Linked DNA regions of Mus musculus: regions 1, 2, 4, 5, 6 and 7 are each linked to region 3. The links are chromatin contacts, called in public Hi-C, HiChIP or PLAC-seq and promoter capture Hi-C maps. All regions are on one chromosome and are shown on one strand. The core of a region is the stretch at or near the end of the contact, and the rest is flanking DNA. Distances in the headings are between cores, read along the strand shown.

Region 1 (2,700 bases), core at 29-2,528, 660 kb after region 3:
ACATGAGTGTGTGTGTGTGTGTGTGTGTGTGTGTGTGTGTGTGTGTGTGTGTGTGTGTAGGCTTGTGAACTCCTAATTCAAGAACTATTCATTTATTTTGAAAATTTGTATTTGTCTGGTTCTTTATGTTTGTTTGTTCTTTGGGAACAAGATCTCACCATTCACAACTAGACAACCTAGAACTCACTATGTAGAAGAAGCTGGCCTTGAACTCATAGAGATCTATCTGCTTCTGCCTCTCAAGTGCTGAGATTCCAGGTAAGCATCACTATACCCAGCCCAAGGTTTGCTGTACTGTAGAGGCAGTAAGTTTTTTCATGATTTCATTTAGATTGTAAACCTATCAAATTCCTAGTTCCAACACTGTGTCCATGGTGGCAGATGAGTATAGAACCCTGATTGAAAGAAGACAAAAGTTAGTAAAACTAGGCCATGCCAACAGACATATTCAAGAGTAGGAGTAATAGAGAAAAATTAGATGGCCAGGACCACAATGCTCAACATTAATCTATGCCATCCAAGAAGAAGCTCTGAAGTAGACATTCTCTGTGTGTATGTGTGTGTCGCTCTCTTGTGTGAATGTGTGATCTGTCTTTGAGACAGGTCTCATTTTAGCCCAGGTCCCCAACCCCTAAATGCTGGAATTACATATGTGTTTAGCTGATTTATGCAGTGTTACAGATACAATCCAGGACCTGTGCATACCTAGCAAGCTCTGTCCTAAATGAACTACATCCCCACTCTTAAGCTGTATTAATAAGATATCAGAACTTGGGGGCTGGAGAGATGGGTCAGTGGTGAAGAGCACTGAGGTCCTGAGTTTGATTCCCAGCAATCACATGGTGACTCACAACCATCTGTAATGAGATCTGATGACCTCTTCTGGTGTGTCTAAAAATAGCTACAGTAAATAAATCATATATATATGAACTCATCTGTTACACTCCATCCCTACTTAATTCTCCTTTCTTTCCTCCTTCCATGAAGCTAGAGTAAAGAGAAGAGCCTGGCTTCCTTCACAGAAGCTAGCCTGAGACCTTCATTCAGGAGGACATTTCAAATCAAGAGGGTTGTGTTCTTATGGAGCCTTACCAGCCTGTGACTGTGAGGTTGCTTCCTTCTTATTCCCAAATCACTCTGACATAAGTTACTGTGATTCCAGTTCCTGGAATCCAGACCTAGACCTGCAGTTTCCAGGAATGTGCAGTCATTACTGCCCTGGCAAAGTTCCCCTCTTTCTCCACTGGAAACTCCTGCTGCTCAGACGTGCTGCTGACCTTTCCAACCACACCCTAATGTCAAGGTCTTCTGTGAGCACAGCTGTCCTCACAGGGCCTGCAGCCACTAGTCCAGTTCCTGATGGGAAGGGAAAATGCTGCCTTTTCTGTTAATCTCTCTGAAACATAGGCCAGATTTCCCAGACCCTAGAGACTATTTAATAGCTTGTTATAAGAAGTTACTGATAGTAAGAGCTAAAAGAAGTATATGACAGAGAAAGTCTTGCTGGAATCTGGTCCAGGGGATCAGAGGTCAAAATGGAACCTCAGAGGTCTTTACTGGGTATTTGTGTCTGGCTCCTGCCCTCTCCACATGACCAGTTTCCATACAGCAGCATAGGGTCCAACTCTTCACTGATCTTAGAAGGAAAATATTTCTTCTGCATACCCAGACTGTCTTATTTTTATCTAGGAATATCTCTTTCCTAAGGAGCTGGGCTTTGGGAGAAGCATTTTCTCAGGATTGTATCTAGTCATGCATCTAAGATAAAGCTAAGCCCATGACAGAAACTGAAGACATGTACACATTGAGAACATAGATCTCAGTTTAATCAAATTACAATAGCAGTAGCCTGAGACACTGTCAACACACTTCAGAGTCTTATATGAGCCAAAGAGGGGACCTTACGCTAGCTTCCATGGCAGGCAAAATATCAAACCTGTGTCACCTGTGCCTAAATCAGGCTCCTCCGTTTCCTGAAAGTGTTTGAGTATATATATATATATATATATGTGTGTGTGTGTGTGTGTGTGTGTGTGTGTGTGTGTAAATATTTCTCTGTCTCATAGATATTCAGAGAGAGAGAGGAGAGAGGAGAGAGAGAGAGAGAGAGAGAGAGAGAGAGAGAGAGAGAGAGAGAGAGAGAGAGACCACACATGCACATGTGTCCTTCCAAAACAAATTATAATTTCAAGGATAAGATAGCCTTATTTCAAGCTTATGGAAAAATACTTAATTTTACAGAAACAAACTTCTACCAGTTATTAAAGTATTTAAAATCTGAAATATTATTTGCTTTTGGATTGTGTAGAAAGATTTAAGGGTTTTGTTGCTTTTTTTTTTTTCCTTTTTCCAAAATCAGGGGGAAGATATCTGTCTAAGTATGAAGAGCTAACATTAAATAACTGCCCTGACCAATCAGAGGTCAAGCCTCTTTAGCAACTGACTCTAACAAGTTTCCATAATAAGTTCTGAGGTGGCTGTCCTCATCCTCTAAACACAAATACCTTATCAACTCTGCCCTGGAAACTATTCTTAGGAACTGGGCCACTTAACATAACTGTAGTGTAAGACTTGAGTAAAGACCTCTGTTTGTAATCAATTTTCTATGTCTTCTCTTAATGATAATTGCATTGTCCAAAGAACTAGATAAGGATGGAATCTAGACTGACCAAAGAAAGACTTCAGCTTAGAGGGGCAAAA
Region 2 (2,700 bases), core at 165-2,664, 800 kb after region 3:
GTATTGTCTATCTCTTTCCTTGTCACTACCATAGAAGGCTGTATGTGGGTCATATGCAAATACCATGCCATTGTATATAAGGGGCTTGAGAATTCGTGGCTTTGGTAACCATGGAAGGAATTAGGGTCTGCAACCACTCTCTTGGGCCTACCAAGGGACAAATGTTTATTCTACAAGAAATGCCAGCAAACCTGCAGAGTGGACAGCACTCTCCTGCGGACATTCCTCTCCCCTGGCCTGAGCTTGCATCCATGCTTCTGTTTACATTCTTGGTGCTTCCACAAAGCTAGCATGCCATTCACTGTGAGGAAGGCAGTTTCACGCGTGCAGGTTACACAATCCTGAGGAGGGATGTGCGTCTTACAGCAAGTTCTCTGGGGCCTCGGGGGGGGGGGGGCCCTGTGAATACGTACTGGGGTGCTCCTCCCTTCTGCTGCTGCTCCAAAGCCTCAAAGCCTTGCTCAGCCAGCACAGAAGTCAAATCCTGTGAGTCTGCGAACCAGTCGTCCCTGGTGGCTGCAAAGTCCTCCTCTGACCTCTCTTCCTTTCCTTCATTCGAAACCCCCATCCCTGGTCTTTGAGCAAGTGTTTGTTTTATTATTTCGGCTACAAAATGTACATAACATAAAATGGGCCGTCTTAACCACTAGCACATGCTGGTATAAGTGCCACTGTCATTCCATGCCTGGAATGGTCCTGAGTATTGCACACATACGAAGTCACCTACTTTCTACATGGATGAAGACAGGACATATATGGACAAGGTGAAGTAACCTAGCCATGTGGTAGAGGAGCGATTTTAAACTCCTATCTGCCTGACTCCAAAATGCGTGTTATTCCCATCTTCCCTTGGCCTTTCATCAACGCTATGCCTCCTCCAAGCTGAGAGAAATAGACATGAATCTATACACCCATGTAAATAAAGAACAAGCGGGAACATGCATGCCCTTATAAGGGATGTGCAATGCCATGCATGCTGCTTCAGTGAGTAAGACAGGCCGCAGGTAAACAAGATTAGAGGGACTTGAGAGAATGTCTCTCAGCTGGGACGCTGACTGCAAAGGCGCCTGTCATGCTCACATGTGTTTCTCCCAGGTTTTCAAGCTCTCTGGGCTATTTTTGATGGCTGACGATTCCATTCCCAGGCTAACTGTCAACACTGTCTTTCCCACTTCAGATGTACTTCTAATCTGCCCTGATAAGATCGCTGTTTACTCCCAGAAGGGCTCTCCTCACAGAGCTCTGGGCCCAGGAAATGTCAGTCACCGGGCTTCAGCCACAGCTGCACTAGGGTTTAGATAAGTACCTGGGAAGTGGGTAAACAGGAAAGTAAACGCGAGCCCTGGAGGGCTCAGGCAGAAGAAACTCTCCACCCTGCTCCATCTCACACCTCAGAAGATCCAGAATAAACCAACACTACCTTAAAGGTACTGCACGGACACTCTTCCTTAAGCGTCCTGTTTTGGGTTACTTCAACTGAGTTTCTTTGGCACCAAGTAAAGAGTGCGTTTTAGTTTATTACCTGGAAATCAATAAACGTGACCTCCCACAGGCTTGTCACATCATCTGAGCTGCTAAGCAACAGTAGGGCATCATTCCGCCGCAGGCTGCTGACCCGTTGGCAGCGGTAGGAGTAAGTTGACAGAGCATATATACCGGTTGCGTTAAAAGTTGCTTGCACCGAATTGTTGAAGATTATCTCGACGCGGTGTAAACTAAACCAACTCTGGCTGGCCAGCTTGTTGTAATTGGTTAGGGTGAACCTGAAAAGGATCGAACATTAAGTGTTAGCTGGAGCGTTTTTTTTTTTTTTTTTTTTTTTTTTTTAACTGTCTCAAGCCGGGCGTCATCCGTGAACAGTACAATGGCGCCCTCTTTTGTCAGGCTGTGGAATTGGGAAGAGGCTTTTCCGGAGCCAAACCAGAGCCAGGTTGGTAAGAAGGCACATGATTGGGAACAAGAAAAAGAATAATACAAAAATCCTCCAGGGACGAAGTGGGAGGGCGCTTTTTTATTTTCTTTTCTAAGAATCAAATTGTATGTATATTATTGCATGTTATGTTCATTATCAAATTTAATTAAAACTTAGGTGTATATTAACACAGAATTAGTCATAAAATAATAGCAATAGGTTTCTTACATTATCCCAGTGTCATATATGAGGAATTGAGTCTAGGGGGACAAAACCACTTGCCTAGTTTCTCTCCTATGTTGTGTTTAAACTGCCTGTCAGATTCAACCTGAGACCATCACCCTCACCACTAACGATTAACGTGGAACATTCTCTAGTCATGAAAAAGTATAGTGTATTCATGATAATTTTATTTTAAAAGATGAGACATTACATAGAAAATTTCAAGACTGACAGACTTAGAACATTGGTAGTAATTGGAAATACTGGTTGAATTATCAATTATTTTCTTGTTCTTATAGCTCAATATTTCTGATCTTTCTGTTCTCGTGGATTCTCCTTATTCTATTTGTGTTCATGGAGAGTCCTGGGAGCTGAGGTAGAAAGAACACTTCTGAACAATCTAATTCTAGGTAGAGGCTAGGGTGTTGATACTCTCCATGACACGGATGGGATGCAGTCAGCCCAGTCTGTTAGGGTGAGGGGTCTGGGCTCACTAGAGATTCACCATGACCAAAAATATACTTTGATAACCAGAGTCTTTTCATTTAAGGACTGACACCCAGGGT
Region 3 (2,851 bases), core at 175-2,674:
CAGTAGGACCTAGCAATCTTTATATGAATAGAGTCAGTTATAACATCTACCAACACTTTCACTACTGTAAAACCCAAACTTACTGAGCTCAGAACATATTTTCTACGTCTACATTTGAAACATTCATGGTTAGTCAACTTAAATAGTAAGTATAACACAAAGCAATTTTGAGACTATTCAATGACAATCACTTCTCCTATTGGCCTAATCCCCAGTCCCCCATTCAAATACTCAAAGAAATCCCTTGTCCTGCAGTCTCCTGATACCACTAAGATGCAGATTCTGAACTTGAGTATTTGATCAACAGGTTTAGCAGTTGGGTATAACTGATTTTAAAAATGTAGTAATAATTTCAAATAAAATCTTGGATGACAATGCAGTAATAAACACAATCACATATAGCATAGCACTAGGTAAAAGTACTGTGTTGCCATAAGTACTAGATTCTCATGATTCAGCTAAATAATGGTTAGAAATTAACATATCACATCAGTTTCCTTCACTAAAGCTTTCTATACTTCTTCTAGGTCATTAAGTTAAAGAATGGGTAACATTCTGAATAAATACTAGAGCCATACTGACTAAAGGAAAAAAACAATTATTTAAACACACAGGATTTCCATAATTTTGATACACTTGGAAGAGTGGGGAAAGTGCCCGACTTCAGAATCATTCCAAGAATGTATATAAAATTGAACACATCAGATTACATCTTCCCCGTATCTACAAAACTCATAAAGAGAACTAGAGGTGAAATCGTTTCTCACCCACTGGTTTTATACTAGCCAAATAATCCCCTCGGGAATGGGCCGTTCCTTTCCAGTAGCTACCACAGAGTTCTTTCCCTCTCCCCACGGCCTAGAACGTCTAAGCCCCGGATGTAGAGTGTGCAAACAAGGAGGGGGCCAGCCAAGGCCAGCATTGGCTGGCGGGAGGGGCTGGTGGGTCATCACACTGGACGCAGCCTTTTAAATCCAAGTCTCCACCACAGAGCAGCTCAGCACAGTTCCAAGGAGTCCCTCACGACTGAAAATTCCACGTGACACAGAAAGAGACACTTAGGAAGGAGCCCAACAGGTGCTCACATTGGGAAAACCTTACATCTACAAAAGGCTCAGGGGGTCACAGACAGGGTAAAAAGCACGCACTGCGCAGCTTTAAAGCTAAAATCAGGGACTACAGGAGGTTGACATAGAAAGGGGGGAAAAAATGCATTGCTTCTGGAAAGACACCACAGCCACTTCCGGGCCCTACCTCTCAGTACTCCACTTCCGGTCTTCTAAAAATTGTGGACGCCAGAGATAAACCGATGCGCCCAATGAGAGAATCCGCTAATACCGTGGTTTGCGAGTCGTCGGCCAAGTCCCACCTCTTCCGGTAACAGAAGCCTATCACGGAGTCTGAATGGTGCGGCATGGGCGGAGGCGCCGCGATAGGTCCAACCGGACCGCTGGAGCGAGCGGGAAGCACAGCGGGCCTGCATCCTCTTCCGCCCCGGCCCGGAAGGGTGATGTGGCTGGACCAGCACCGGCCTCACTATGGTAAGAACCTGGGCTTCCTGGCCGCGGTTGAGTTTCTCGGCGGGGCCGCGGCTCGTGCGGGGCGGCGGGGATGGTGCGGGCGCTGTGGGGCGCGGGAGCCCTGGCGCTAGCGTGATTCTCCGGGGATCCGAGGGTGCACAGGCTGGGAGTCATGCGGCCGCGATGCACATCCCGGAGCATCAGGCCAACAGTCCTAGGAAGAACCCGGGTGGTGGACTCGGCCCCTCGCCAAGAGGCCGACTTGCTGCGTTGTTTAGTGTGGAATTACGGTGGCATTCCACTAAGCCGATTGCCATCTGCTACAAATATCTGGACGGATATACACTTTCAAACGCTGGAGTCTCAGTCTCCCCCTTTCCCCTTTCTTTTATGTGTTCCCTGTGTCACCCAACCTGCATCTTTCTGCAGTAATTAATGGATTGCCGGTTTTCTTAACACTAGATACTACTGCTTCCGTTTTACCTGTGGAATCAATGGCGAGATAGGGCCCCTCCCTCATCGTTTTTTCAATTCTAAAGACACTTCTTTGCAAACGAATGTTTTTAATGATTTTAGTTACTGTCTCGAAGGAACTTGAGCCTTACTCGCAGACCACCACTCACTTTGGGAGTTCCTATGCGTGTTATTATTGATTGTTTAATAGTTTAAACCTCAGAAAACCTTACACTATAAATCACAAATAGCAACAACAACAAAGGTCAGGACAAGGAACAGAAAGCCCCTGAGTAAAGTAAACATTAGTAATTAACTTTTAAAGATCTATGAATGCATCTTTTCAGTAGTCTGGTAAATGCAGGAATCTCCCTTCACTATCACTTCAGTGGGTTTAGAAGCCATTTATAACTATATTTCTAGAGAAAGCTTGTTGTGTTATCATCTCAAAATCAGCCAGGACTCTCCCACCCCCACTAGACCTCAAATTCTACGATTAGAAGATACTGAATTTGAGTCCATTAAAGCCTTTTTTTTTTTTTTTACTTCGTACTGCAGATAGTATATTCTTGGTCAAAAGGATGTTAATAAACAGTTACAGAACTTGAAAAGTTGCTTTCTTGCCTATTTACCGAGAAACAAGTAGAATGACTTTGCTCTTAGTCAAAGGTACATTTTACATCCTCTCCTACTTAGATAAAATCAAGATAATTTAAGATGTACAGTATTTTAACTTTTTCCAAAAACAAGCTTTTGTTTACTAGTACTTGATGTGTAGAAGATGTAGTTTCTAAGCATTGTCTTGCTTTAAATTCCTGACTTCTGAGATATTTCCAGGTAAAGGAAGAGAAAAGTAGGGAGCCTGAGTTGTCTAGGAT
Region 4 (2,836 bases), core at 32-2,531, 570 kb after region 3:
AGGTCACCAACCAGATGAACAGGTTCTTTATGCATAGGTCCACTCCTTAAAACTTAGCTTCAAACCATCCTAGAGTGAATTCTTGATGTCTTTCTTGAAAATCAAAATAAGTACTTTGCAGTTTCTGTAATTTATGTTTGTTTTCTCCAGGTCTCAAAGAGTTTTGGTTTTGGCTTTGTATTTACTAAGGTCTTGAGTCTAGTTTTGGCACTGAAAATAATGTAGGTTGAAAATTAATTAAAGAAAGCAATCCATGTAAGCTATATACAAAATCTCAATTCTCTTCTAAATAAATCTTCTCAGTAAAACCTTGAATTTTAAAGAAAGGTTTGGTAACAGTTTGAAAGGGTTTGAACAGAGCTTTTTAAAAAAATAGTGAAAAGAAATGAAGTTCAATTTTCCTAAGCAAAATCTGATCCCTGAGGCATTCCCAACCAATTGTTGTCCACAAAACCAGAACAACCCTGGTTCAAAGGTCAGTGACTAGTTTCCCCCCAAGTTTGGACAAACACTGGCACTCTGGTTTAGTGTGAAAGACTGCAGACTTGCTTCCTCTGGGGAATCCTGAGGAAATGTCATCAAATATTGTGAAGGCTGAGTGGCCAAATATTAACCTCAATTTATATCACAGAAGCCAAAAACCAAAACCCAATGAAACCAGTGAGCTTCTCTGCTGTCAACTCCATGAAAGATAGAAAACAAAAAGATCATGAAATAGTGATCTATAAGCAACATTTTGTGGACCAGCAGAGAAAATTAAATGCTTTCAAACCATTGAAAATCAGCCTTTCCCAGGCTTACTCTCACTGGCTAGACTGTCAAAATCAAATGAAAATGTATGTAACCTTCAGGGTTGGAATTTGATTTAATTTTCTGCAGACTGTGCTCTATTACAAACACAAGTTCATAAAGGGACAAATTAAATATTTTTTTCTTTTTTTGATTAAAATAATTTCACCTCTCCTTGAGAAGTAGTCTTTAGAAGCCTTAGAGTGTCTTTCCAGTTCTACGAAAATAAACTCCAAAAAGTTTCAACAACAACAAAAGCAAGCAATCAGCTTCTATAGCAAAGAACCTACACACTTCGAAAGGCATCTTTGGACTGCTGGGTGGAATATGAACTTAGAAGCCCACCAGTGACTTCCAGATGTGTCCAGAAAGCTCCCCTGTCACCAGCAATTGCTCATGGTGATTTGGTCCACTGGGTTACTAATCCTGTATAGGGAGACGTTGTGTCCTGCTGTCAGACCTGTCAGTGGCACCAAGCTAAAACCAAAACTCATCCAAGTAGCAGCTGACCCTCTTTTTACTGCTTATGTGCTTATGCATGGTTCATTTCCTTCCGGGGGTCAGAGTGCCAAAGTCAATTCTCCCAGCTCATCTCCATCACATCACAAGCTTTCCTTTGTCTCCTTTCAGGCTCCACTGAGCTCTGCCAGAAAAAAAATCGATTCTCAAGTTCCTGCAGTGATTAAATCCCTTTTTCTGCTAGTAACTCTAGAGGGTCTCCATTTGTTGTCAGTGGGATATACATGTTGTTTTAGTAACTTGCTCTTGTAGGTTTTTATCGTGGAAAGGACATTCCTTTTGTGATTTTCATGTCTTTAATCCTTCCTTTTTCATCATCTTTAGCTACATAGTTTCATTTCAGTATATGTTTCAAGCAAGAGAATTTTATAAAAAGAAATTTGGTTAATTAAGGATGGAATACATTTTTTTTTCAAAACAGGAAAACAATTTTTAGGTCAATTAAGTAAAATAAGGTTTCTTTAAAAATACAAGTCCTGAATGTGACAATCCTCAGGGTAAGAAGAGGTTCAGAGAACTACAAGTGAGCAAGAGGAAGATCCCCAGGAAAGCAGAGGTGTGGCACAGAGCGGATCTCTGCATTAGTTGTTTCTACATTCCTTCCAATGTTCATATTAGAACACGTGATGTCATCAGGATAGGTTGTATCTGATCCAGCTGCTCTCAGCCTCTGTCTCTCTCCCTCTCTCTCCCTCCCTCTCTCTCTTTCTCCCTCATTGGTTGTCCCTCTATCCTTTTCCCTGACCCTATCTTACCTCCCTCTCTTTCCTCCTCTCCTTCTTTTGTGCCCCTCCTCCTTTTCCTCCTTCCGCAATCCCTCCCTGTATCCAACTCTCTCCCTCTCCATGTCCCAGTCACTCTCCCTGTGCTTCTCCCACTCACCCTTAACCTCCTCCTCCTTCTCCTCCTTCCCCTCCCTCCCATCTCCTGATTTCTTGAAAGGCCAAATAAACACTGCAGTGGCAAAGACATTGAGTATGAGTCCCTCCACTTTTAATTGTTCTATCTTATATGTATTACACATTTTAGTTAACAAATCTAAATGAGAATGAGTAGGGAGGCTCAGAGATTAGCAACATGCAAAAACAGGTATGCCGAAATGGACACAAAATTATCAGAACCTGTAGCAACCTCTTCAGTTGGATATGGAGGAAATGGAGTTATGACTGGAAACATGAAGAGTGACAAGTTAGAGCCTGTGAAAAATGAATACGTCTAATACTGCCTTCTGTCGAGCTCTCTGTTGGCCAAACTCAGCTGGAAACTGAGTTGCAGCTCCAAACTCCATAGTTCCTAAAGCTACACCTACTACAAACCCTTTCTCAAAATACCATCACACCAAACACGTGAATGAATTATACCTTTGAGCTCAATCAGGGTTCCTACAATTCTAACATCCTATGGTGGCTCAGTCCAAGACAGGATGTCAACTTGTTGTTCTCAATGGCATCACCCAGATAACATATTTACTGTACCAATTGGATATCCCATCTGAGAATGTTCTTGATATCCTACTAGCTATACTGTG
Region 5 (2,801 bases), core at 135-2,634, 820 kb after region 3:
AGCTATCTGGAAGAGTATAGCTGTTTATATAATTTCTAAGATCTATGATGCTCCTGAAACTAAAATTATATATATCTTGCCCTAATAAAAGCAGAATTTGATTTTTTTTAATTTTGACATTTTTTTTGCCATTATAAGAAATACAAAAAAAACACTCATTTCTATGTAAACTGGGTGGAGTATGTTTTATAGACTTGGATAGAGCTCAGTGGTAGAGCACTTGCTTAGCATTCACAAGGCCCTAAATTTTATTGCTCAGTAGCACAAAAGTGCAGGATTCCATGATATTATAAAGCCAGGTGCGTGCTCGTAATCCCAGACCTTGGAACCTGGTAGGAGGTCAGAAGTTCAAGGCCACTGTTGGCTATAGGCAGATTCAAGGTCAGCCTGGGCTTTAAGAGACCTGTCCCAAACAAAACAAGGTAACATTTAACCACCTAAGACTTTTAAGCCATGTCCTATCTAAAAGTAAGCTTCAATGAAAGCACCAATTAATTTAGGGAGAGAAAAGAACAGAGCATTTTTAATGTCCATCCTTAAAGCTGTTATCAGCTGCTGACTTAGGAGTTCTTCATGGAGCTTTGCCAGATCACCCTGCTTGCTGCAGGGCTCTGTGTTCGCACGAATGTCCCCAGTGCATTTGGTGAGATGGCACATCATGAATAATTGGGGAACAAGACATACAGTGGCTGCGGTTGAGATTCTAAATATACTTTTTTAGAGACAAGTGTGTACTCCTTTGTAAGATATAGAAAGAAAACAGACAAGAAAACAAAAACGGTGCTTGTTAATTGCAAGGGTTGTCCTAAACCATCAGCACCTTCTATTAATCAGGGCGACTTAACACCACTTCCTTGGGCTCACAGGTTACGCATCCCTAAGGTCTCCACTCATATAATTATGACAGGAGACACTGTGAACTTAGCCCCTATTTATAAACATAAAAGAAACCGGAACCAGGTCTGATCTGAGAGTCCGTTAAGCAGTGGTATATTTAACACAAATGCAGTGTTTCTTAGTGTTTTGAACAATAGTCCTTGCCTCTTACAATAAAAGTCTAGTATAATAACTACTGTCGTTGGCTGTATGGTATAACCTAGCTTATACATTTTTGAACCATAAACAAATGCAGGAACGTAACTCTATAAAGAAAGAACAGAACATCTAATATCACACTTGCACCGAGGTTCACAAACACATCGCGTTAAAGGATGGGCCGTTACTCACCCTACATTCTTCCTGGCAAGTATCTGATCCAAACTGACTGAAAACACCATACATAAGAACAAAAGTGAGAAACTAAACAAGAGTTTTCTTCCCATCAAGAAGTGTATGCTTCTTCAAGCCAAGCGCATCTGTTAATTTGTAGAGCAAGCAGAGCAGAGGCTGGACTGTTCTTGCCAAGTGACTGACAGCACTTTCAGCCAATACAAAAATAGCTTTCCCAGGATGCACTATTGGGGAAGGTGGGGGGGGGGGGGGGTAGGAAGGAAAGCGAGACCTGACAATGGCTCCATCTGAAGCACAGAGTTTTAACGCAGCATTTAGCTTTTCAATTATTCATTGCATTAAAACACTAGGGAGCGGGTTTTAGAGAAAAATGCATAGCTAGTGAGCCCTTTACGGGAAGTTACCCTATTGGGTGACTGCTGCACACACTTAACTAAGGTTCTCACAATGATTGCCTTTCTCTCTCAAATCGACAAAGTATGTATTTTTCCAGACATTTTTAAGGCAAACTAGTTGGTAAAACAGTCTCTAGAACTTACCTCTGTTTCTACACGTGTCCTAGGTCACAGTTCCCTGTTGAATGTGAACTTTCCATCTACCTGAGAGGGCTTCAGAGAGATACTGAGGACCTCTAGCTCTGGAGTTAGGAGCAGCTAAAGTCATGCCCGGTGGGATGGCTTTGAGAGTGTTCTACCGTAACAGCCAGGGAAGTTCTCCCTACTGTGAAAGTTTTCTGTAGAATCAGGGACAGGGTTGCTTTAAAGAATTGTCTCAGAGGGAGGAGGTATGCGCACAGGACAACGACGCGTGTGCTGGAAGATATCAGAACAACGTCCAGTATTTTCTATGCTGTTACATGCTGGGTAAAAAGGATTCTGGTGAAGATGAGATGGCAAAAAACACACATAATAAAATCCTATAACACTGAGAGTCTTTCAAAACGAAACATAGGCATTTTTGTTGCTTCAGAACTTGATACTTCGAGTGGAAAAGTACTAGTGACAGAGGCTATCTTTAATTTTTTAAATTATTATGTTATGGGTATGAGTGTCTTACCCGCATATACGTCTGTGCAGCGCATGTGTACAGTGCCTTCAGAAGGCAGAAGAGGTCCTTGGATCCCTTGAAACATGAGTTACAGATGGTTTGTAGCTACCATGTGGGTGCTGGGAATCCAACCTGGGTCCTCTGGAAGAGCAGGCAGAGCTGTTAACCACCGAGCCATCTCTGCAGCCTGAGAAGGGCTGTTTTTAATTGAATTTGGGGGGAGGTAATGGATTTTTAGGGAAGCTAGGGACTTGTTGGTGACATTCTTCTCTTCATTGTGTGCTGTCTCCTCCTCACGTGGCACCAGGCACCCCTCCAGAAAACTACAAAAGGGAAATGAAGCATAATAAATGGGGAAAATGAAAAAATACAGAAACAAAGGGGAAGGGTTGTGATAATAACTTAATAATATGCTGGGTGAGCTGGCACACATCTATTTTCCAGCACTAGAGAGCTGAAAACAAGAAGACCACAAGTTCAACTTCATCCTTGGCCACATAGTTAGTTCAAGGTCAACCTGGACC
Region 6 (2,734 bases), core at 119-2,618, 730 kb after region 3:
TCTAAAGGAAATAGCTGCCAGCTGCTGGAGAGATAATTTAGGGATTGGTCTTCTGTAATTCCTATGGAGTATATGCAGGTGGTAGGCTTTTTGTTCCCCATCACCAAACAGGGCACCATTCCGTAACTGCCAAGAGTGTTGGGCAGCACTGTGTTGAGAAGTATTTAGCAGCCAGATCCCTGTGGGGATGTACCTGTGGGGGTGTCCAATGTGTGTAGCTCTGGTTGACTTTCATGGTGCAAATGCTTTCATTATGGCCACCAGAAGGAGGCTGCTGAACAAGGAGCTGGAAAGTACCTGTAGTTGTTCAGCACACCACTGACACCATACAGCTCACAGCCATTGCCTTCCCTGAAGAGGTGGCCCCTGCTACAATATCACCTCTGAGATTTCACCCAGAGATACTTGTAGACAATAATTAGCTGATACAGATGGCCAAAATCCTGCTCCCTTATCTATGGATACACTGAGTCACATGAGGCATGTCATGCTCCCTGAAATATGCCATGCCTCATGATTTGAAAAAGTCTGCACTTTTAAACTAAGTTCCACAATCTTTCTGTTTAACAGAAGTTGTTTCGACCTTTTCTTCAGGATCCTTGAATACAGTTAATGCTCCAAGCTGCTGGATTGCTGTGTCCTATAGCTACTCCAACCCTGCCTAACTATAGGAAGCCTGAATGAGGTATGGGTGAGTGAGTGAGGGTGTATCTACCGAAACCCTGAGTACTCGGCTTCCATCACTACTTAGTCCATGTGCTGTGACAGACATTCAGAGGCTGCCTCTGCAGCACATAGGCTCATAGCAAAGCTGCTCAAGACATGGTATCACTAGACCCTGGGCTTTTCTTTAATCAGGAAAAGAGAGAGGGAGAAAGGAGGGGGGGAGTGGAAGGATGGGTGTGGCCTGGGCACAGATGAGGGCAGAATCCAGACACTGAGGGACCTTAAAGGGATCTTCAAGAATCCTTTCTAACTATCGTTTTACAGGTGGAACAACTGAGATTTGGAGGTCTAAAACTGAAACTGAACCCTTTGTGTCTTACATCGAAGTTCAGAGATGTCTCTCTATGCCAGTTGTCTGTTTAACTTCTTAGGACAACACTGAACCAGTATGGAAGCGGAAAGTCTGAAGTTTGTGGTCACTTGTTAGGATTTTCCTGCAGATGCCCCAGCACTGGGTGGTGGTTTGCTTAGCAAGACAGCCTTCAGGCTCCATGCATTCCCCAGGGTGGATTGGAAGCCTTCACTCTATTCAAAAGGAGGCCAAAGTCAAAAATAATTTTGTGCTTTCCAGCTGTTGTCCCTTGATCACTGATGGTCCAGGAATGCCCTCTGGTGACTTCCTGCTGTGTGTTCAGGCAGACACAAGCCTTCTGGAGACAGAAGGTGGCTGTGGGAACAGGGAGGGAGGCCTAGACGCCTGGAAGTGGTTTTCTCTCCTAACAAATGTGATGTGGGTGTTCTGTCAGCAAACTCGTGGGATGTGACCAGGAAGTCGGATAAAAGCTTAATATATCGTTACGCCCCAGTAGCATTTTGTTTTGTCCTCTAATGATGACTATAATTCTTTTTAATTACACAATTATTTCAATACTTACTCAACTCATATTATACTAATACAAGGCAAGGAAACAATAACAAATTAGTAAGCAGAAAAAGCTCTAACACAATTTTAACTTGGGCATATCCTTCTGTGGTTTTCTGCATAATATGACCACCATTTCAAAGAACATTGACTAAAGCATATTCATGGAGGCTCAGAATGGATCTTTGCAAGACTGGTACGTTTTTAGTTTTGGAGGCACGAATTTAAGACAAACAGGAAAAAAATGATATTTGTGCCCCTAAAAAGTTGAAAGGGATGTCGATTAGAAAGAGAATTGTGGGACTAAAGGTTGTCTGGGGATTATAATGTAAATATACTTATCCCCTTTAATTCTTCTATTGATCAAAAATATTAAATGTGAGTCTTCCACTAGCAGCCTTTGGATGAAGACATAGAACTCTCAGCTCTGTGCCATGCCTGCCTGGAATGCTGCCATGCTCCTACCTTGATGATAATGGACTGAACCTCTGAACCTGTAAGCCAGCCCCAAGTAAATGTTGTTTTTTATAAGACTTGCCTTGGTCATGGTGTCTGTTCACAGCAGTGAAACCCTAAGACAGAAGTTGGTACTGGGAGTGGGGTATTGCTGTGATAGGCCTGACCATGCTTTTATTTGAAAGAATGTGGATTTTGGGACTTTGGATTTGGAAAGCAGTGGAATGCTTTAAATGGGGCTTAATCGGTCATCCTAGTAGGAATATGGAAGACTTCGTTGCTGGGAGTAATTTGAACTGTGTTGACCTGGCCCAAGAGATTTCAAAGGAGAAGAATTTCAGAATATGGCATAAAGACTGTTTTTGTGGTATTTTGGTGAAGAATGTGGCTACATTTTGCCCTTGTCTGAAAAGTCTGCCTGAGGCTAAGATGAAGAGTCTTGAATTAATTGCATTAATTGCATTGACAAAGGAAGTTTCAAAAAAGCCCAGCAGAGACTTTGTTCTCTGGTTAAGTCTCACAAAGAGAAGTTTGAACAAGCATAGCAAGCTTAGAAAGGAAAAATAAAAAATATATGGTTCGAGTATTAAAGACATACCAGGAAGTGAAATGGAGCAAAATCCTGTGTTCTAGGAAATAACAGATTAAGGGAGTAGGACCTTGGGGCAAGATCCTACCCAGCTGAATTTA
Region 7 (2,700 bases), core at 16-2,515, 710 kb after region 3:
TACTATAAAAATAAGATACATTGCTGTGTGCATCCATTATACTCAGAATCCATGTCCTCCCATCAAAATCATGTCATTTGTTCTTATCTATGTCCCAGAACTTCACTTCCATCTCCCAAACATATTCGTATTTTGTTTTAGTTTATACATGTTCTCATGTTGCTCCAGTTACTATTCCTTTATACCCGACCACTTCATTCTTTGGACATTATCGCTTGACAATTTACTGTGAGTTTATTCTGCTTTAGAGTGAACTTTGATTTTACCTCTGGCTGAGTCTCAAGTCTATGGCTTCCCCACCCACTCCTGTGCAAAGGGCACTAAAGGCATATCAGGGAATCTAATTTTAAAGTTAGATGCCTTCAAATGGCTTAGCTCTAGTGTGAAAATAGGAATGTGATCATTTTAAGCTATAGTAATATAAAGTATATATAATAAAATAGGAACTTGATGCTTTGATTAAACAGGAAAAGTGACTCATACGTATAGAGCTGAAATTATATATATCATATATATGATAAAATAATTATTTATATATATATAAAGATAGGAGAACAAAATCAGAGCTTGGCCTTTGGTGTGTGGCAGAGACACCATGGAGGATGAGAAGGCTATGGTTTCCTTCTGGCTTTTTATTTTAGTTTTGGTGTTGGTGTTGGTTTTGGTTTTGGTTTTGGTTTTGGTTTTGGTTTTGGTTTTGGTTTTGGTTTTGGTTTTGGTTTTGGTTTTGGTTTTGGTTTTGGTTTTGGTTTTGGTTTTGGTTTTGGTTTTTCTCCAGAGCAAAGAAAACTTCCTTGGTCTTGGGGAGCTTAATTCGGAGGGGAGCTCGTGGTGCAGGACAAGCAATGATGACCAGAGCCACCCTATAGTTTTCAAATGTGTTATCTCACATCTAGGAAGAATAAGGACACATGGGCAAAGACCAAACAGAACGAATGTTGATTTATTAAGAAAAAGTGAAAAAGAGCTCCTGACAATTCCACTTCTGAGTGGAGTTCCAGGGGAGGAACACTGATACACCGCCCTGCACGGTGGCCTTTTATAGGTCTTATGATTGGTCTAAGGTGATGTTTATTAAGACTGGTCTCATCTAGGGTCAAAGCTAGGGTCATCGCAGGTCAATCAGAAATGGGTCCATATACCTCGGCCTCACTGTAGAAGTGACTACATGTCATTTGTCCCAGCAAGGGAGTGGTCATTATGCTTCACCACTTATGATTCAATGGACCCCGCCCTTACTGCCTAAAGGGAACTTACTCTTGTCTCACTATGACTAATGCCAGGCAGAACTATATTCCACTAGCCAGGCATGTAATCCTAGGATCATGTCACCTCTCCTAATCCACGGCCTCAAGATAGAAGCAGACATTGTTTCCTAACTTCAGAACCCCCAACTCCTCTGACCTCACTCTCCATCCCCAGTGGAAAGAGCCTTCTTCAGTCTAAGTCCAAAATCCACAGGTCAGACAATGGAGCTAAAATTTTCCTCCAGTATTCGGAGGAAGAAAGGTAATGGAAGCAAAAGGAAAAACATAGTCAGCTGCTGTCCCAGACAAAGTTTTCAGGCAAAGAAAGTGATGACTTAGTCATAAAAGTTCCAGAAAGAAAATTTTCCACACACACACACACACAAAGCAGTGACGGCACAGAATATTTTAAATGGTGAAAATAGTGACCGGGGATTCCAGGCTGATGTATCATCTGCCTGACATTCCTGTGACCCAGTGAGTCAGTCATTCCTGTCAGTACAGAGTTTAAGTCTCCTTGTGTGGGAGAACACAAAGGGGAGAGCTTTGACTGACATAGCTTTCCCCACAGCTTCCCCCAGGACAGCCTAGCTTCTCAAGCCCTCTTCTGCTTCAGTCTCCACAGCGTGGACAGCCTGTGCACACTGCCCTGAAGTGAGAAGTGCCATTTACCAAAGGAAGGTTCCTAGGTTAGATCCTCACATCCGGCCCATGCAGCAGCACGGTGATACACATGTCAGAAGAAGAGGCAAGGAAAAAAACAGCTCAAAAAAGCCCAAAATATCATGAGAGATAAATGGCGGCGATAGTGAGTAAATGCCCTACGGGCATGCGCAGTCAATAAAACACCACTAGCACGGCAGAAAGATCCCAGCTGGAGAAGATCAGAGGTGAAAGGCCTTCAATTTATTGAGAACTGGGGCAACGGGAACTTCCCAAAAGAAGGAATGGTTCATAGCTTGGCAGACAACAAGAAGGCTGAGGGAGGCAAGAAGGTACTTAGAGGGAGCTCAGGAGAGAGAAGGCCTAACCCAAAGATGACCACACACTCAGACAAATGTAGTTCCCTGGAGAGACTGGCCTTCGAAAGAGATCCAACACAGAGAGCTCCGATGAAGCTAAAATGAGGTGATGTCTATCTAATGCATGATGTTTCAAGAGAACAAGGTCACAAGAGGTTCCAGTAACCAAGAGGGGGGGAAAAATCTGAAAGACAGACATGGTCAGCTGCAGATAAATTCTGTAAGAGCTTTCCAAAATGAGCCGAAGAGAAAGGCCATTCAATCAAGGAAGAAATATCTGTTTATTTTCACGGACGATTATAGGCTTAAAAAGCAATCTTGGAGATTTTTAGCCTTAAATAGATAAATAGCATACTATTTTCTAGTCAACCACCAAATATAACCTGGTATCTGGAGTGCAATTTAATATGCAATTCCCAGAATAAATTATA

The links. Promoter capture Hi-C pulls out the DNA fragments that hold promoters and counts their contacts. Hi-C and Micro-C count contacts between places; a contact is called where the count stands out from the background. HiChIP or PLAC-seq counts read pairs in DNA pulled down with a chosen protein or histone mark.
Region 1: a contact with region 3 is called in a promoter capture Hi-C map of the 3T3-L1 cell line, with 9 times the contacts expected there. The contact joins the enhancer-like site here to the promoter of Tmem167 in region 3. A contact is called at or near these places in 9 of 39 promoter capture datasets (the 3T3-L1 cell line, 3T3-L1-derived adipocytes, cranial neural crest and 4 more), 1 of 484 Hi-C or Micro-C datasets (nephron progenitors) and 2 of 115 datasets of contacts at active chromatin or transcription factors (craniofacial prominence and fetal liver).
Region 2: an H3K27ac HiChIP or PLAC-seq map of extraembryonic endoderm stem cells shows a contact between it and region 3, with 21 times the contacts expected there. The contact joins the enhancer-like site here to the promoter of Tmem167 in region 3. A contact is called at or near these places in 15 of 39 promoter capture datasets (the 3T3-L1 cell line, 3T3-L1-derived adipocytes, the C10 cell line and 9 more), 1 of 15 datasets of contacts at CTCF or cohesin (the NIH/3T3 cell line), 4 of 484 Hi-C or Micro-C datasets (adipose-derived mesenchymal stem cells, bone marrow-derived macrophages, embryonic stem cells and 1 more), 16 of 115 datasets of contacts at active chromatin or transcription factors (the NIH/3T3 cell line, acute myeloid leukemia, bone marrow-derived macrophages and 6 more) and 2 of 9 other capture datasets (adipose tissue and embryonic stem cells).
Region 4: a contact with region 3 is called in a Hi-C map of nephron progenitors, with 2.5 times the contacts expected there. The contact joins the enhancer-like site here to the promoter of Tmem167 in region 3. A contact is called at or near these places in 4 of 39 promoter capture datasets (cranial neural crest, frontonasal cranial neural crest, hippocampal neurons and 1 more) and 2 of 484 Hi-C or Micro-C datasets (both in nephron progenitors).
Region 5: a promoter capture Hi-C map of embryonic stem cells shows a contact between it and region 3, with 5 times the contacts expected there. The contact joins the promoter of Atp6ap1l here to the promoter of Tmem167 in region 3. A contact is called at or near these places in 15 of 39 promoter capture datasets (the 3T3-L1 cell line, the C10 cell line, cranial neural crest and 10 more), 3 of 484 Hi-C or Micro-C datasets (adipose-derived mesenchymal stem cells, bone marrow-derived macrophages and erythroid progenitors), 8 of 115 datasets of contacts at active chromatin or transcription factors (acute myeloid leukemia, bone marrow-derived macrophages, craniofacial prominence and 3 more) and 3 of 9 other capture datasets (adipose tissue, embryonic stem cells and pancreatic islet).
Region 6: a promoter capture Hi-C map of cranial neural crest shows a contact between it and region 3. The contact joins the enhancer-like site here to the promoter of Tmem167 in region 3. A contact is called at or near these places in 15 of 39 promoter capture datasets (the 3T3-L1 cell line, 3T3-L1-derived adipocytes, cancer-associated fibroblasts and 10 more), 1 of 15 datasets of contacts at CTCF or cohesin (the NIH/3T3 cell line), 25 of 484 Hi-C or Micro-C datasets (the G1E-ER4 cell line, the STO cell line, Sertoli cells and 17 more), 14 of 115 datasets of contacts at active chromatin or transcription factors (craniofacial prominence, embryonic basal ganglia, embryonic forebrain and 7 more) and 1 of 9 other capture datasets (embryonic stem cells).
Region 7: an H3K27ac HiChIP or PLAC-seq map of embryonic fibroblasts shows a contact between it and region 3, with 5 times the contacts expected there. The contact joins the enhancer-like site here to the promoter of Tmem167 in region 3. A contact is called at or near these places in 3 of 39 promoter capture datasets (cranial neural crest, frontonasal cranial neural crest and liver), 1 of 15 datasets of contacts at CTCF or cohesin (the NIH/3T3 cell line), 4 of 115 datasets of contacts at active chromatin or transcription factors (the NIH/3T3 cell line, embryonic fibroblasts, embryonic stem cells and 1 more) and 2 of 9 other capture datasets (adipose tissue and pancreatic islet).

Annotation. Positions count from the first base shown.
Region 1 is chr13:90,744,008-90,746,707 of GRCm38.p6, forward strand. No RefSeq gene overlaps it. Among named protein-coding and RNA genes, the nearest start is that of Atp6ap1l, 160 kb to the right of the region's middle. Within about 2 kb of position 1,279, at least 24 of the 459 cell types and tissues checked have an H3K27ac peak or open chromatin away from gene starts, as enhancers often do.
Region 2 is chr13:90,885,032-90,887,731 of GRCm38.p6, forward strand. Atp6ap1l (ATPase, H+ transporting, lysosomal accessory protein 1-like) reads right to left here. Exons shown (of 7, transcript NM_001145879.1): 6 at 1,523-1,763. Among named protein-coding and RNA genes, the nearest start is that of Atp6ap1l, 19 kb to the right of the region's middle. Within about 2 kb of position 1,415, at least 64 of the 459 cell types and tissues checked have an H3K27ac peak or open chromatin away from gene starts, as enhancers often do. A contact at or near this core is called in craniofacial prominence, extraembryonic endoderm stem cells, neural stem cells and 1 more, where this site is marked.
Region 3 is chr13:90,088,243-90,091,093 of GRCm38.p6, forward strand. It overlaps Tmem167 (transmembrane protein 167), which reads left to right and starts at 1,425. Exons shown (of 4, transcript NM_025335.3): 1 at 1,425-1,541. The coding sequence starts at 1,539. It overlaps Xrcc4 (X-ray repair complementing defective repair in Chinese hamster cells 4), which reads right to left and starts at 1,366. Exons shown (of 8, transcript NM_028012.4): 1 at 1,255-1,366.
Region 4 is chr13:90,659,815-90,662,650 of GRCm38.p6, forward strand. No RefSeq gene overlaps it. Among named protein-coding and RNA genes, the nearest start is that of Gm35111, 110 kb to the left of the region's middle. Within about 2 kb of position 1,282, at least 11 of the 459 cell types and tissues checked have an H3K27ac peak or open chromatin away from gene starts, as enhancers often do. A contact at or near this core is called in nephron progenitors, where this site is marked.
Region 5 is chr13:90,903,971-90,906,771 of GRCm38.p6, forward strand. Atp6ap1l (ATPase, H+ transporting, lysosomal accessory protein 1-like) reads right to left here and starts at 1,385. Exons shown (of 7, transcript NM_001145879.1): 1 at 1,228-1,385. The coding sequence starts at 1,322.
Region 6 is chr13:90,822,728-90,825,461 of GRCm38.p6, forward strand. No RefSeq gene overlaps it. Among named protein-coding and RNA genes, the nearest start is that of Atp6ap1l, 81 kb to the right of the region's middle. Within about 2 kb of position 1,369, at least 5 of the 459 cell types and tissues checked have an H3K27ac peak or open chromatin away from gene starts, as enhancers often do. A contact at or near this core is called in cancer-associated fibroblasts, where this site is marked.
Region 7 is chr13:90,795,741-90,798,440 of GRCm38.p6, forward strand. No RefSeq gene overlaps it. Among named protein-coding and RNA genes, the nearest start is that of Atp6ap1l, 110 kb to the right of the region's middle. Within about 2 kb of position 1,266, at least 54 of the 459 cell types and tissues checked have an H3K27ac peak or open chromatin away from gene starts, as enhancers often do. A contact at or near this core is called in the NIH/3T3 cell line, embryonic fibroblasts and pancreatic cancer cells, where this site is marked.